2 separate regions of the Anas platyrhynchos genome follow, and region 2 is linked to region 1. The links are chromatin contacts, called in public Hi-C maps. All regions are on one chromosome and are shown on one strand. Each heading gives the region's core, a stretch centred on a gene start, on an enhancer-like site or on the middle of the called end of the contact. The rest is flanking DNA. Distances are from core to core; before and after follow the strand shown. Region 1 holds the start of CFAP53 (cilia and flagella associated protein 53). Region 2 holds the start of RPL17 (ribosomal protein L17).

Region 1 (6,604 bases), core at 2,913-5,412:
AAGTGCTTGCCTGCAGCACGCAGTGTTGGCAAACTCCTTGGCAAAATAGTCATTAACCTCTTTCCTTTGGGAATATCGGTTTTGTAGGGTTTGTTTCTGGACTGGTGCTCGAGCAGGAACCATAGACAGTCTGCTCTTAGCCCAGAAGTCTATCCCAGATAAAACATTGGCAGAAGGACCCACGTTTGCACTGACAGACCCCATGTGTGACCATACCCATCACTGCCACATTAGAATTTCTATTAGAGCAGTAAGTATTAATAAAGTCTGTAAATATGGATTTTTTCTTCGTCAAAAACAAACTAAAAAATCATCTGTTTCTCGTCCTTGCAGTGTGGCCAGCTGAGGTCTTAATAAAGACAAGAAACGGCCTGGAAAACTTTTAGCTTGTTAACGATCTGTGGTAATGACCGCTAATCCGGGGAAAATATTTCAAATTAGAACAAAAGGGCAAATTTTGAAGGGAAAAGGGCAAAATGCACTTGAAGTGAAATGCAGAGGAATAAAAAAACGACCAAAGAAACAACTTCACCAGCCAGACAGTCCAAAACTTTGTTTAATATCTAAATACTTTCCTTTTGTGGTTGCTGGTTAAGTCTTCTATTTTATTAAAAAATAAAAAGATCTAAAGATATTTAACAACGAGAAATTAAATAGTGTTAATCAAGATGTTACGGCACGTATGCTGTTTGTATTGGAGCAAAATGTTATTAAAATCAATTTTGTATTAAAGGTGGGCTATAAAGTAATTTGGATACAAGGATAACTTCTCAGGTAACCACCTCAGACAGGTTCTGGACCATCCTCCACCGGATCAGTCCTAAAATCACCGTGTTAAAAGCTTTATCAGTTAATATTTATTGCTTCTTTCCCCCCAGGGCCTGTTACCCATCACAGAAGGAAATGAGAGTAAAACCGTTTGTCCTTGTCAAATCTACGTGCCTGGTACTCCTCTCCCTATTTCCTTCTAGTTGCTTACAAATGATTTTCTCATTACCTACTCCATGGGCTCTTTGATGTTGTTTTTCAGGAGCTGAAGGTAATTGAGTTGCAATTTCTAAGCCCTTACCCTTTTATCCTTTCCTTTCCTATTCTTTTTTCTTTTTCCTTTTTTTTTTCATTTCGTTTCTTTTCCCTTTCTTTTCTTATTCTTTTTTCTTTTTCCTTTCCTTTTTTTTTCCATTTCGTTTCTTTTCCCTTTCCTTTACTTTCCCTTTTTTCTTTCTTTTTTTTTTCTTTTCTTTTATTTTCCTTTCCTTTTCTTTTCTCTTTTCTTTTTTTCTCTTTTATTTCTTTTCCTTTTTTCTCTATTTTCTTTTTTCTCTTTTCTTTCTTTTCTTTTCCTCTTTTCTCTTCTCTCGTTTCTTTTCTTATTTTTCTTTTCTTTTTTTTCTTTTCTTTTCTCTTTTTTTCTTTTATTTTCTTTTCTCTCTTTTTTTCTTTTATTTTTCTTCTTTCTCTTTTATTTTCTCTTTTCCTTTCCTTTTCTTTGCTTTTTTTTTCTTTTATTTTTTTTTCTTCTCCTCATCTCTCATCTCCTCGATCCTATATCCGCCCCTTTTCTCTCCAATCTCCCCAAACCCCTCACCAAACAGCCCTGCCACCCCTGCAAACAACTTTTGCAATCTTCTAGCGCAAAGCCCATCAAACTTCACAGGACCATCACCACCTTAACCCATCTCAGTGGAACCTGCCCTTTCCTCCTGCTCCGCTTTTATCTAATCTTTCCTCAGCGTTTCTCCTTGTGCCAACCGCCAGATGACGAGTGACATTTTGGTGACCGGCGGTGCAAAAGTCACACTGCCTGTCGCAACGGGGGCGGCTGGGGGCAGCTTCCTGCGCTTGGCATGTGAGCGTGATGCAAAAGAAGCGTGTGATCTTTTCTCTCAAATCCACTAAAACAGCTCAATCTCTGGAAAACCTTCACATAAAAAGCATCGAGGAGGAAAATGCGGAGAAGAGAGCTTGTTAGCTACAGGGAAGGAACCTTTGGATGATGGTTGAATTAGCAAAAAGTCTCAAAACTCAAATTTATTTTCGGTTCCTCTTTATTATTTGTATTATTTAAATATTATTTAAATATTTCAGCCGGGTTAAAGGCTCAAATCTTGTCCCAGTAGATTTTTTTTTTAAAAAACAGTATTTTTTCAACAATAAAAAATGACATTTTCTCCTTTTTACACTAGGGAAATTGTCCTAGACCTGTCCTAGGTCCTGTGCGATTCCAAGGGGAGGCAGATTTGGGAAAGAAACAAGCGTTTTAGTAAAGATATCCCTGAATAATTTTGACAACTGACACTAATTACAGCTGCACGATTGAACATCTGCAGAACTCATGGGCTGCAGGAATTATTAGCAGCAAAACTTCACAGTTTGTTAGTTTGGGACTAAAAAAAGGTTTGATTTTAAACTTGCTCCTGAACCACGTGCTAGTAAAAGTTCTGATCTCTGCTGCTCGTGCTCGGCGTGGTTGTGTCTCCTGTCTCTGACTCACACGATCATGTGGATGGGAGCGATCAGCAAATCCCTCTGGGAAATGAATAAAAGAACCTGATGGACCTTAAAAAAAATAATAAAAAAGGAGTTAGGATTTTTTTGAGCACGTATTTTGAAGACTGCCTGGAAGCTCTGGCAGGAGGGATTAAAAGGAAGCGTGACCGGAGGAACTGGAGACGGTCTGGAGTGTGATCAGCGAGGAAAACCCAGGGGAATTCAGAAATGGGGAGGATTGTGAGTGGGTTTTCCCTCCTGGCACAAAAAGGCACTGGTTAAAACCAGAATCCCGTTTGCCGAGTAACTGCCACGTGGTGCTGCCCTACCCGCCCCTCGCCGAGCGTAAAATGTTTTTATTTTCTTGTGAAGTTCTCAGCGAGAGGTGTTTCAGCACGGAGGATTCCTCTTCAGTGCCTTTGACAAGAGTTGGTGCTGTGCTGCGGGGTCTGGATTAAATACTAGCAGGTTTTAGGACCAGAACGTCTCCTGTGATCTACTCTTTACAGGATTTATAACATTTTTGGCCGCATTTCTGCCCAATGGGAACTTGGCCACCCAGAAAGTCCCCACAAGATCCCCTTTTGCTTCAGGGCTTGTGCAGTTATAAGGGATTTTTACCTTTCGTTAGGACTAACCCATTAAAGTGACTGCCCTGACCCCATAAAGGCGTTCTGACAGTGCCAGTCAGATTACAAAAGGGGGTGGCTCCTGCTGGAACAGAAAAAAGCCCCCAAACTGTTTACACAACCCCGGAGCAGGCAGTTACAACACTCCCTCAGGGATCCAAGCCAACAAATAATAAACAGAATATATGCTATATATATCCTATATATGTCCACCCCATGGGGAAATCCTGAAATATGCAGTGACCAGGACCCCCTCTGGCTAAGGACAATCTGATTTCTCATCAGCTGTTAACGTAAAATAAGAATAAAATCACCAACTACCCATGCCTTAACGCTAAAATTAGGAATAGATCTTTTTTACAGGTGGTGGAGGGACTTAAAAAAAGAATTAGTAGTGGGATTGGAAGATCCACAGCTCCATTGTTTATTTAAAAATTTAAAAGAGGTGAAATGCTGCACATTTCTCGACTGTATTATACATAAAATTGATTTTTTTTGTTAAGTGCTGACTAAGGCATTTCCTATTTACTTTTCCCACAAATATTAATCAAAACTACAGCGTAGCAAGAAATTCAACCCTCTCATTTTCACCTCAGGGGAAAAAAACAAACAAACAAAAAAAGCAGCACTGTTCACTGAAGTTGTTTTTCTTTCCCAAACGCCTCCAGGAGTCAGATTCGGATAACAGCGTAAATCTCTACCAAACCAAACTCTGAAGATTCCTTTCTGCCTTCAGATCATGTTTTCAATGTTTTATCAGCCCGGTCCTGGTTATCTGGAGGGAAGCGAAGCTCTTGGCAGCAGCCCTGTCCCGGGGCAAATTCACTGCGGGCAACGAGCCTGAAGCGACCGCAGCTCCTGAGGCGCTGCCGAGAGCCGCGCACCACCCCTACCCCCTCTCAGGAGCCGCATTCTCGCCGAAAAGCCCCCAACCGGCGACGTATCGTGGCGACAGGCGACATCGCGACATGACGACGCCCCCACCCCCAGCCGCCATTTTGTGCCCCCTCAGGCGGCGCGCGGGCGCACTGCGCATGCGCAGCCCCCGCTCGGGTTCCCGCCCGCTCTGAGCGTCCCTTGCGTCGTGACGTCACTTCCGCTTCACCATAGCAACGAGAGAGGCGGCGGCGGCCATGACGGCGCGGAGGGGGCCGGGGTGGCGGCGGGAGGTGCTGGGGCCCTGCCCGCACTCTTTGGCCATGGTGAGCGGCCGGGAGCCGCCACAGGGCTTGGAGGCTCCAAACGGGTGCCTCTTGGTGTTGGGGTTGGCCGTGGGGCCAGCAGGAGGCGGGCCCGAGCCCGGGCTGAGGGCGTGTGGCCAGGTCGCAGGGGGGTGAGGCCGTCAGGGGGTGACAGCTGAGGTGGACGGGTTGAGGTTTAAGCTGTGAGGTGGGTAAACGGGCAGCGCGAAGCTCCTCGAGGCCTTTCGTGACGCTCTCGTGCTGTTTTTTGGCTGAATATGAGCCAGCAGTGTGCTCAGGTGGCCAAGAAGGCCAACAGCATCCTGGCTTGTATCAGAAACAGTGTGGCCAGCAGGGCTAGGGAGGTGATCGTCCCCCTGTACTCGGCTCTGGTGAGGCCGCACCTCGAGTACTGTGTTCAGTTTTGGGCCCCTCGCTACAAGAAGGACATGGAAGTGCTCGAAAGAGTCCAGAAAGAGGGGTCTGGAGAACAAGTCCTACAAGGAGTGGCTGAGGGAGCTGGGTTTGTTCAGCCTGGAGAAGAGGAGGCTCAGGGGTGACCTTATTGCTCTCTACGTACCCCAATTCAATTAAAAAAAATAAAAAGTTGTAATTTCATCGCTGCCATTCTTTCTGTTACAGAGAGCCAGGCCTCCTAAAGAGCGAAGAAATGACAATTTTGTCTTGGCCCGCAGAGACAGAGAAGAGGAGCTCCTGGAATACGCCGCTCTCCTCAAGCTCTACAACCGCTGCCGCAGCGTCCACGAGTGGCAGCAGCGCAACGAGCAGAAATGGCTGCACAGAGCCGTGCGGAGAAAGGTCGAGGCGGCGATGCAGGAGTGTCAGGCAGGGATCGATGGCAGAAGAGAGAGGTAGCAAGGAATGAGCCCAAATCCGTGTCCGCCCGGCTGTTTTCCACTTAACTCTGTGCTTAGAGGGGTGATTATGGGGGGAAAAACACTCAGTAGGGCTTGATTTTAGACGTTACCCCAGTTGTTATGGCTGTGTTATTAAGCAACATAAAACGAAGAGGAGCTTTTGGGCTCTTGTCACCAGTACAATTCACAACAACAAAACCCTAAAAACCGAAACCACAACAGAACTGCGCTGTGCATAGCTTCAGAAAGAAGTTTTCTCCGTTATTCTTTTTATAGCAAGCGGCTGTGAGCTGCGAGGAAGCCGCTGGGATCTTCTGGCCCTGCTCAGCGGGGCCACCTAGCGCGGGCTGCTCAGCACCGCGTCCCCTGCCGGGCTTTGGTTAGCTCCAGGCAGGAAATTTCGGGGCAGCCTGATGCGGTGTGGGGCCATCCTCGCGTTAGGGCGGCGTAAATGCGAGGGGAAGAGCGCGGTTCCTCACTTAATCATTCAACAGATAAATTATTCTGGTTTTTATTCGAGTGTTTTCTTCACTTCAGGCTTCGCGAGCTCCTGGAGGCCGAGGAAAATAAATACTTTGCTGAGATGGAGGCGTTTGAAGAAACCCTGCTGGAGAAGCAAGCGAAAATGAGGGAGCGAGCGAAATTGTTGCGGGAGGAGAGGGAGAAGGAAAGGCAGCAGCTGGTGGCTGAAAAACGGGAGCAGCAATTCAGGTGGGTCCAGAACAATATCAAATAGAGTTTGGGGAAGGAAATCCTAAAAGGCGATTTAACAAGAAGGTGACAGAAAGTGCAGAAATCCTTGTCCTGTGTGAGAATCCCCTGCCAAATTGGATGTTTTTGTAGTTCTTGGGTAGAGTTTTAGCTCAGTGTTATGAAAAGCGTTCCTGGAAGATTTATTTGGCCTAAATCCTGCTTCTTAAGCTCATATATGGAAAGCCCTTGGGAAGTTAGGGTTGCCCAAGGCTGCTGGTTTTATTTATTGCTCGCTTTTCCAGAATAAAGCTGTAGTGCAACCTGAAATTCCCTGCTGAATCCTCCTGGATGCCAAATTTGGCAACGACCTTTGAAGTCGTTGAGATTTGTAGGTGTTCCTCAGGTCCCGAGGCCTTGGCATCCCATCTGACTTGTTCAATTCTTGGAGATCTGCTCGGCTGAGGGATGAAAATCGCGTTAATGTAAGCGGAATCATTTGAAACGTTGCTTCTAAGTCTCCCACGGTGGTAGGGAAATCTGCAGCACCTGCTTTTTTGTTTTTTTCCCCTAAAAACTGGGGTTTTGTGTGCCAGCTGTGACTGAAATCTGCTCTATTTGTGGTGCCACTTGTTGCTGGTGTTCTTAGGAGCCAGATAAATAGGGAACCTGATGTGAGCCTGCCCTTTTCCTGTGCAAAACTGAACGTTGAACCTTGTGGGAAAGGGTGGAGCGT
Region 2 (6,604 bases), core at 1,340-3,839, 170 kb after region 1:
AGGTAAATGCCAAGGACCAAGCAGGACGGGTAGGAACATCTTTGCCCCTTGTGGTTAGGATGTGGCTTCGGATTTGACTGATGAATGACCCCGGGGTGATTCCCATCGTGCTTATTTTTCACATCTCCCTTCCAGCTTTCTCTCAATGTCCCGTTGCTCCTGGGCTCTGCTGCTGAGCAGCTGCCTGTAAAGGTGCTGCCCATGGTTTCCTTCCCATGGAGAGCAGAAGTAACGATGGAGAGTTGCACTCAGGCTGGCCGTGAGTGGAGATTCCTGCAGTGGAAGTGCTTGAGGACCTCGGTTTTTGCTCAATTTTAATCTATTACATCTGGACGCTTAGCGTTCCCGGAAATATCACCATTTCTGTTCCACAGAAAAAGAAACTGAGACACTAAGGAAGTGTCGAAACCCCTCTCTGAGAGATCTTCTTCCATTTTTACTGTTCCTCAAAGCCATGAGTCTCTTTTTCTCTAGTAATCCTTGGCTTAGAAAGGCTGTTGCGTGTGTATTTTGACAAGGCTCATCCTCCTTCGCATTGCCACCACGCTGAGGTTGCTGTGTGTACTGACCTGCTGAGTGGCTTCTGCCCCCATGGATAATGATGGAAGCATTAATTGATAAAAAACAAACCTTGAGTGTCCCAAATAAGCACCAACACCAAAAGCTAGCATGCATTCCTGACAGCATGGTCTTCTATTTATTTATTTTTTTCTACAGGAACCTCATATATGAAATGAAGAAATAATATCTGCCCATACCCCAGCAGTGCTGCGAGGTTTCCCTGCTTTGAGGTCGGTCCTGAACGAGTTACTCGGAGATATTGAGGCTGTAAGAAAAGATGCAGAAAGCATCTCCTCGACAGCAAAGTCAAAGGAACCTTTTAAGGCAGGTGAACGGGGAACTGCGCTTAAAATTACGGCTCTGCGCTTTCCACCCGTGTAAATATTTGCGATAGCTCAAATATTTTCCGCATCTCATCTGGGTGAAATCCTAGCCTCAAAGCTGTGGAGTTTATTAATGTTAAAGAAGAGATCTGAAAATATCCCAGTGGTCCGAGCATTCACACGGGCAGTAGGATCTTGCTCTGCCTGCTTAATCTAAACAGAGTTTAACCCCAAACCTCTCTCACACCAGGGATGTGCCTGGACAGCAGATCAATGTTTTTTGTGTTGTTTTTCCTTTCTTCCACTCCATCTAACTTTTCTTCTAAGCGTTTTGCTGTAGCTGGGTACCACTTTCAGGAGATGTTTTCGTTTTACTGCAAAGCTTCTCGGTCAACTTCCCGAGCAAACACAACCTACAACGAGAAATGCATTTTCCATTAACACATAGAGTTTCGATTTATATATATATTTATATAATGCTGCAATAAATACTAGTTGTGATCCATAAACATGAATCTTTTGTTTTTTTCTCTCGTGCTATGTGGTGTCCCTGCTCTCTAGTCTAATCCTAGCCTGCCACCTAGCTACAGCACTTGGACTTGCTTCAGCCTCACCGAATTGATCTCCCAACACTGGCCTTGGCCTGAGGGTGAGAGAAATTGGTTTGTCTGGGTCTTTTTTTCAGATGACCAGGCTTGGCTTTCCTGAATAAAACAGGTGTCATCCCTGCATAGCCAGGAAGCCGCCAGGGCAATTTTGCAACTGCTTCAGTCGCGAATCTGCCTCTCCACGCAGCCCATCTCACCCCCTTCTTGTTGTCCTGGTTATATGGCAAAGGCACCGGCAGAAGCTCCCAGAAGTGAAATAGGGTTAAGGACAGTAGGAATTACCCAAACGTGCTACAGGCGGACGGAGGGGATTAACTTCCCTGGCCCTTCGGTGCCACTCGCCCCACAATAGGCAAAGGACCTGCACGGTTCCTGAAACAGGGCAACCCTGGATGTAGAATCCTAAAATCATTAGGGTTTGAAGGGACCTCTGAGATCATCTGGTCCAGCCATCACCCTACAACCAACGTCACCATTAAACCATGTCCCTAAACACCACGTCCAACCTCTCCTTGAACACCCTTAGGGACGGTGACCCCACCACCTCCCTGGGCAACCCGTCCCTGTACCTATCGACACTTTCTGACAGAAAATCTCCTCATTTCCATCCTGAACCTCCCCTGGCACCACTTGAGGCCATTCCCTCTGGTCCTATCACTAGTTGTGGGTGAGAAGAGGCCGACCCCAGCTCCCCACCTCTTCACGGAGTTGTAGAGAGCAATGAGATCTCTGAGGTCTTTGGGAAGAGCAATAAAACTTCCCCTTCTCCAGATTAAACACCCTCAGCTCCTCACAGGACTTGTGCTCCAGACCCTTCACCACCTTCTCTGGACACGTCCCAGGCCATTATGTCCTTCTTGTACCGAGGGGTGCAAATATGTATAAATATATACAAATATAGACAATTTTACTTGGCCATTTGGGGAATTTTGGACCTTCCACTGTCCCTTTACCCTTTTAACCTCCTCCCCACCGTTACGCCAGCACGATCTCTTTAGGATCTGCAGGACTGACGGACATTTTCACTGCAAAACCCTAATTTTGAACCCTCACAAATGGGACAGGGGAGGGGCGGGCTGGGCGTTGGGGCGAGGCTCCCTGTGGAGCTCAAACAGCGTTTGGACCCCACTCTCAGCCACTCTCTCTGTTTATCGGGTGCTGCCCGGCTCTGTCGCGACAGCCGATGTCACGACAGAGCTGAGGCACCCCCGCGTTTTCTCGCGAGAGCGGCCCCGGCGCTCTCCCCGCCTCCCGCCCGGCGCCGCCCTTCCTCTTCCCCGCCGCCTCCCTGAGGTGAGGGCTCATCATCCGCCGCCATCCGCCACCATCCGGCATCATCCGGCCCCGAACAGCTCGGGGAGGCCATGAGGGGCCTCGGAGGAGGCTCGGGCTCGCTGCTGCCATCGTTGTTTGTGGCGCTGGTGCCGCAGATGGCGGAGCGCGGAGGTGCCGGGGCTGTGAGGGGGGAGCGGGCCCTGAGGCAGCGGGGAGGGAACGAGGGGGGGGACACACGCTTTCTTAGGACATATTTAGATTTAATTGTGGAAAATTTTATCTCTGAGGGGCCTTTTCAGCTAGCTGTCGGCACTGAGGAAAGAGCTCAGCCTTCTCCATGTCTATTAGAAGCTTAATGTGATTTTTTTTCCGTTTTCTTCGCAGCTGAGCTCCCAGGATGGTCCGCTACTCGCTGGATCCGGAGAACCCCACGAAATGTGAGTTGTTCTCCAGCCTCTTATTTCCATATTGCTCCCTGAAATCGTTGTTTTTTTAAAGAAATTGGTCTCTTCTCTCCGCAGCATGCAAGTCCCGGGGCTCCAACCTGCGGGTGCACTTCAAGGTACGTGGCCGGTGCGCAGTGGGGAAACCCAAGCTCGATTTTGGAAGCAGGTGGCCTTTATTTTCCCATTTTATTAGTTAATTACTGAAGTGTGGTGGTGTAGGTTATGGCCTGCGTGTGCTCAGGCTGCTTGTAATGACCTTTATCCGCAGGAACAAAAATAAAAGGGGCTGTTCTTAGATTGCGGCCTAATAGAGAAGGAAACAGGTAATTGGGGGGAAGGTAGCAGGAGGAATTGGGCTAGAAATGGTGATTTGTTGTATTTGTCTCTATTGGGAAGGATTTCCCTGCTCATCCTGTCATTTTAGTGGCCGAGAAGTATGGCAGCAAGTGTTTGGCATGAGTGGTGATATGAGTTCACTGGAAAACTGTTAGCAGGGAATGTAAGAATAATTTGAGTTAATCACGAAAACAAAGCTGAGAATATGCTTTTCTGATGAGTGTTATATAGTGCAGGTGAAAAAAGCTTTATTTTGGTTTGTTCTTCTATTATAATCATATATTAAATGCAGAAATCAACGAGTAAATTCATTAAGCACCGATGCCTTATCCTTGATTTTTCTTCTGATGCTTTTCACTCTCTCTTTTTTTTAGTCCCCTTACATAAATGTTAAATTTTGTGGCTTGTTTGTATAGCTTGTGTCCTCGTTGCTTCCTGTGAGGTGCCATACTGGGTGTTGTGACAGGAATTTGTCATTCAGGCTTCCGCTTTTTTGGATTAGTGGCCAAAGAGGGAGCTGTGATAAGGAGAAATCCTGAATTTTAAATTTGTTGGGTGGAAAGCTCGGGGTATAAAAACAGTATAAAGGCATCAGAGAGCTGTGAAGTCGGTAATGGGGGTCATACTAAGAATTGTAAGTAGCAAAAAAAAAAAAAAAGATGCTAATTATTATTCTTTTTTTGGTGGCTTCTTTTAAACTGAGTTTGTGGTAATAAAGAATCTGATGGTGTCTTTCCTTGGAGAAAGGAAAAGAAGGGTGAAAATCCAGGAGAAAGGGGCGAGTGCTTTTACTCCCATTAGAACATGGGAAGAAGTGTTAAGAGGAGCTTTCAGTGTGTTTTTATTTTTCTTGTCAGAACACTCGTGAGACTGCCCAGGCCATCAAGGGCATGCACATCCGCAAGGCCACCAAGTACCTGAAGGACGTCACCCTGAAGAAGCAGTGCGTTCCCTTCCGTCGCTACAACGGAGGCGTTGGTAGATGCGCCCAGGTGAGGGCTGGGATGAGGACGTGGGAAGGGTTTTGGGTGGGATTCGTTACAAAAGGGACAAAAAGTGATGTTTGTACGGTGTGGATGATGGGCAGTTGTCAATGATAACATCGTGTGAAAGCATAATTTTGAGCAAAGAGTTGCTCTGAACTCTAATTTAATTGTGTTTGCTGTTGTGCAAGGTGTAGAATCGTGCCCTTCGATTGCTGTGATGACTTTCTTAGGACACCTTTGGATTCAACGTGAAAAGAAATTCTTTATCTGAGCAATCAAAGTAAAAGGACGCGTAACGAGCTAATAATAATAAAAGGGTGAATTACATCGTGCTGGGACCAAAATACTTCCCTTTTTTTCTTACAGGCCAAGCAGTGGGGCTGGACGCAGGGCCGCTGGCCCAAGAAAAGCGCGGAGTTCTTGCTGCACATGCTGAAAAACGCGGAGAGCAACGCTGAGCTCAAGGTGGGTGGGGTGGATGTTACTAAACGCACGCCGTCCCCGCGGCTCTGTGCGTTTGTGCCCTCCTAAAATCCCCCAAAAGCACTATCTGCGGGCTCCTGGTCTGGTTGTACCTTTTGTAGCGTAGTCAGTGCTTTATTTGGAGATTCTGATGGCGGTGATGACTATCTTAGGACACCTTTGGAATGACCGTGAAATAATCTTTTTTTTTTTTTCTGAGCCATCAGCACGATTTAAGTTAATTACGACACAGAGGGGGAGAGTTTGGTGCTTCTCTGCCTTGCGGCGTCACGGTTCTGCTGCGGAATTAATTTGTGGAGCGAATTAAGGCGCAATAAGGCCGAATCCTTTTGGTTTTATCCCTTTTCCGCAGGGGCTGGACGTGGATTCGCTGGTGATCGAGCACATCCAGGTGAACAAGGCCCCCAAAATGCGCCGGCGCACCTACCGAGCCCACGGGCGGATCAACCCCTACATGAGCTCCCCCTGCCACATCGAGATGATCCTCACCGAGAAGGAGCAGATCGTCCCCAAGCCCGAAGAAGAAGTGGCTCAGAAGAAAAAGGTAAAAAAACAAGTGCTTTTAAGAGGTTTTTGGGGTTTTTTTGGTGTTAAAAATCCCGAATTTGGGTAAGGGGGCGTTTTGGGGACGGGAAGGTTGCCGTGATGACTTCTCTTAGGACACCTTTGGAGTACCCATGAAAAAAAACCAACGCTGTTTCTGAGCAACCTCGGCATTTCAGCATAATTACGTGCTGGTAATTAATTAGGGGGGGTAATTAATTAATTAGTTAATTAATTAACGCCCCCCTGTGCTCGTTGCCCCCGCAGATCTCGCAGAAGAAGCTGAAGAAGCAGAAGCTGATGGCCCGGGAGTAGCCCTCCCCCCGCCCTCAATAAAGCTCTGTTCGCACCCGCTCTGTCTCCGTCCTCTCCGCGCTGATGACGTCATCGTCGTGACGTCACGACCGCGTGACGTCACGCCCCGCCGTGACGTCACGTCCCCGAGGCTGGGGGGGGGTGGGGCACGTGACCCGCGCGCGGCGCTTCCTATTGGTCGGGGTGGGCGGGGCGCGCCCGCCGGAAGTGCGGGGGCCGCTTCCGGTGCGGCGGCAGTCGGGAGGGAGGCGCGGCGCGGTGAGGACGGGGGGGAGCTGCGGTCTCAGGTGACGGGGGGAGGGGGTGTTTTTTGGGGAGCCACCGCGCCGCCGTTCGTCTCCAGGGTTTGGGGAGAGGGGTGGGAGGCAAACGGCACCGGGGGACGGGGCTCGGCCGTGTAACGGCGGGTGGGGGACGGCCTGGTGCCGGGGAACGCCGCGGGGATGGGCTGCGTGAGGTAGCCGGGCTCGGCCGGCTCGGCCTTAAGGGGCTGAGCGAAGCCGTTTGTGTGCCCGGCCTCGTTTTGTGTTTACTTAAGGATGAGCGGGGAACAAAAAGAGCGAACGTGCTTGTATTTGCAGTGTCACGCTTGCCTTCTGCGCTGGTTTAGGGAGAAACAAAAGCCTTTAGCACAAAGGAGCAAAGCCTACTATTAACCCTTCACCATTTGCTGTCGCCCTGTTTGTTTTTCCTGAAAATAAACCCTGCCAACCACACAACAGCATCAC

What was found. A called contact is a pair of places that touch in the nucleus more often than the background predicts.
Region 2: a Hi-C map of subcutaneous adipose tissue shows a contact between it and region 1, with 4 times the contacts expected there. The contact joins the promoter of RPL17 here to the promoter of CFAP53 in region 1. A contact is called at or near these places in 6 of 8 Hi-C or Micro-C datasets (F5 follicle, liver, skeletal muscle and 2 more).

The regions. Positions count from the first base shown.
Region 1 is chrZ:1,976,712-1,983,315 of IASCAAS_PekinDuck_T2T, forward strand. CFAP53 (cilia and flagella associated protein 53) reads left to right here and starts at 4,163. Exons shown (of 8, transcript XM_038170979.2): 1 at 4,163-4,321; 2 at 4,943-5,172; 3 at 5,716-5,889. The coding sequence starts at 4,253. It overlaps LOC119714488 (a long non-coding RNA gene), which reads right to left and starts at 4,045. Exons shown (of 2, transcript XR_011805714.1): 1 at 3,649-4,045; 2 at 2,031-2,559.
Region 2 is chrZ:2,145,385-2,151,988 of IASCAAS_PekinDuck_T2T, forward strand. RPL17 (ribosomal protein L17) reads left to right here and starts at 2,590. Exons shown (of 7, transcript XM_005023913.6): 1 at 2,590-2,785; 2 at 3,152-3,204; 3 at 3,289-3,329; 4 at 4,407-4,541; 5 at 4,902-5,000; 6 at 5,371-5,562; 7 at 5,829-5,913. The coding sequence starts at 3,165. The coding sequence ends at 5,876. CZH18orf32 (chromosome Z C18orf32 homolog) reads left to right here and starts at 6,040. Exons shown (of 3, transcript XM_038169818.2): 1 at 6,040-6,134. It overlaps LOC113840433 (small nucleolar RNA SNORD58), which reads left to right and starts at 4,745; the gene lies at 4,745-4,811. LOC113840422 (small nucleolar RNA SNORD58) reads left to right here and starts at 5,150; the gene lies at 5,150-5,221. It also overlaps LOC113840421.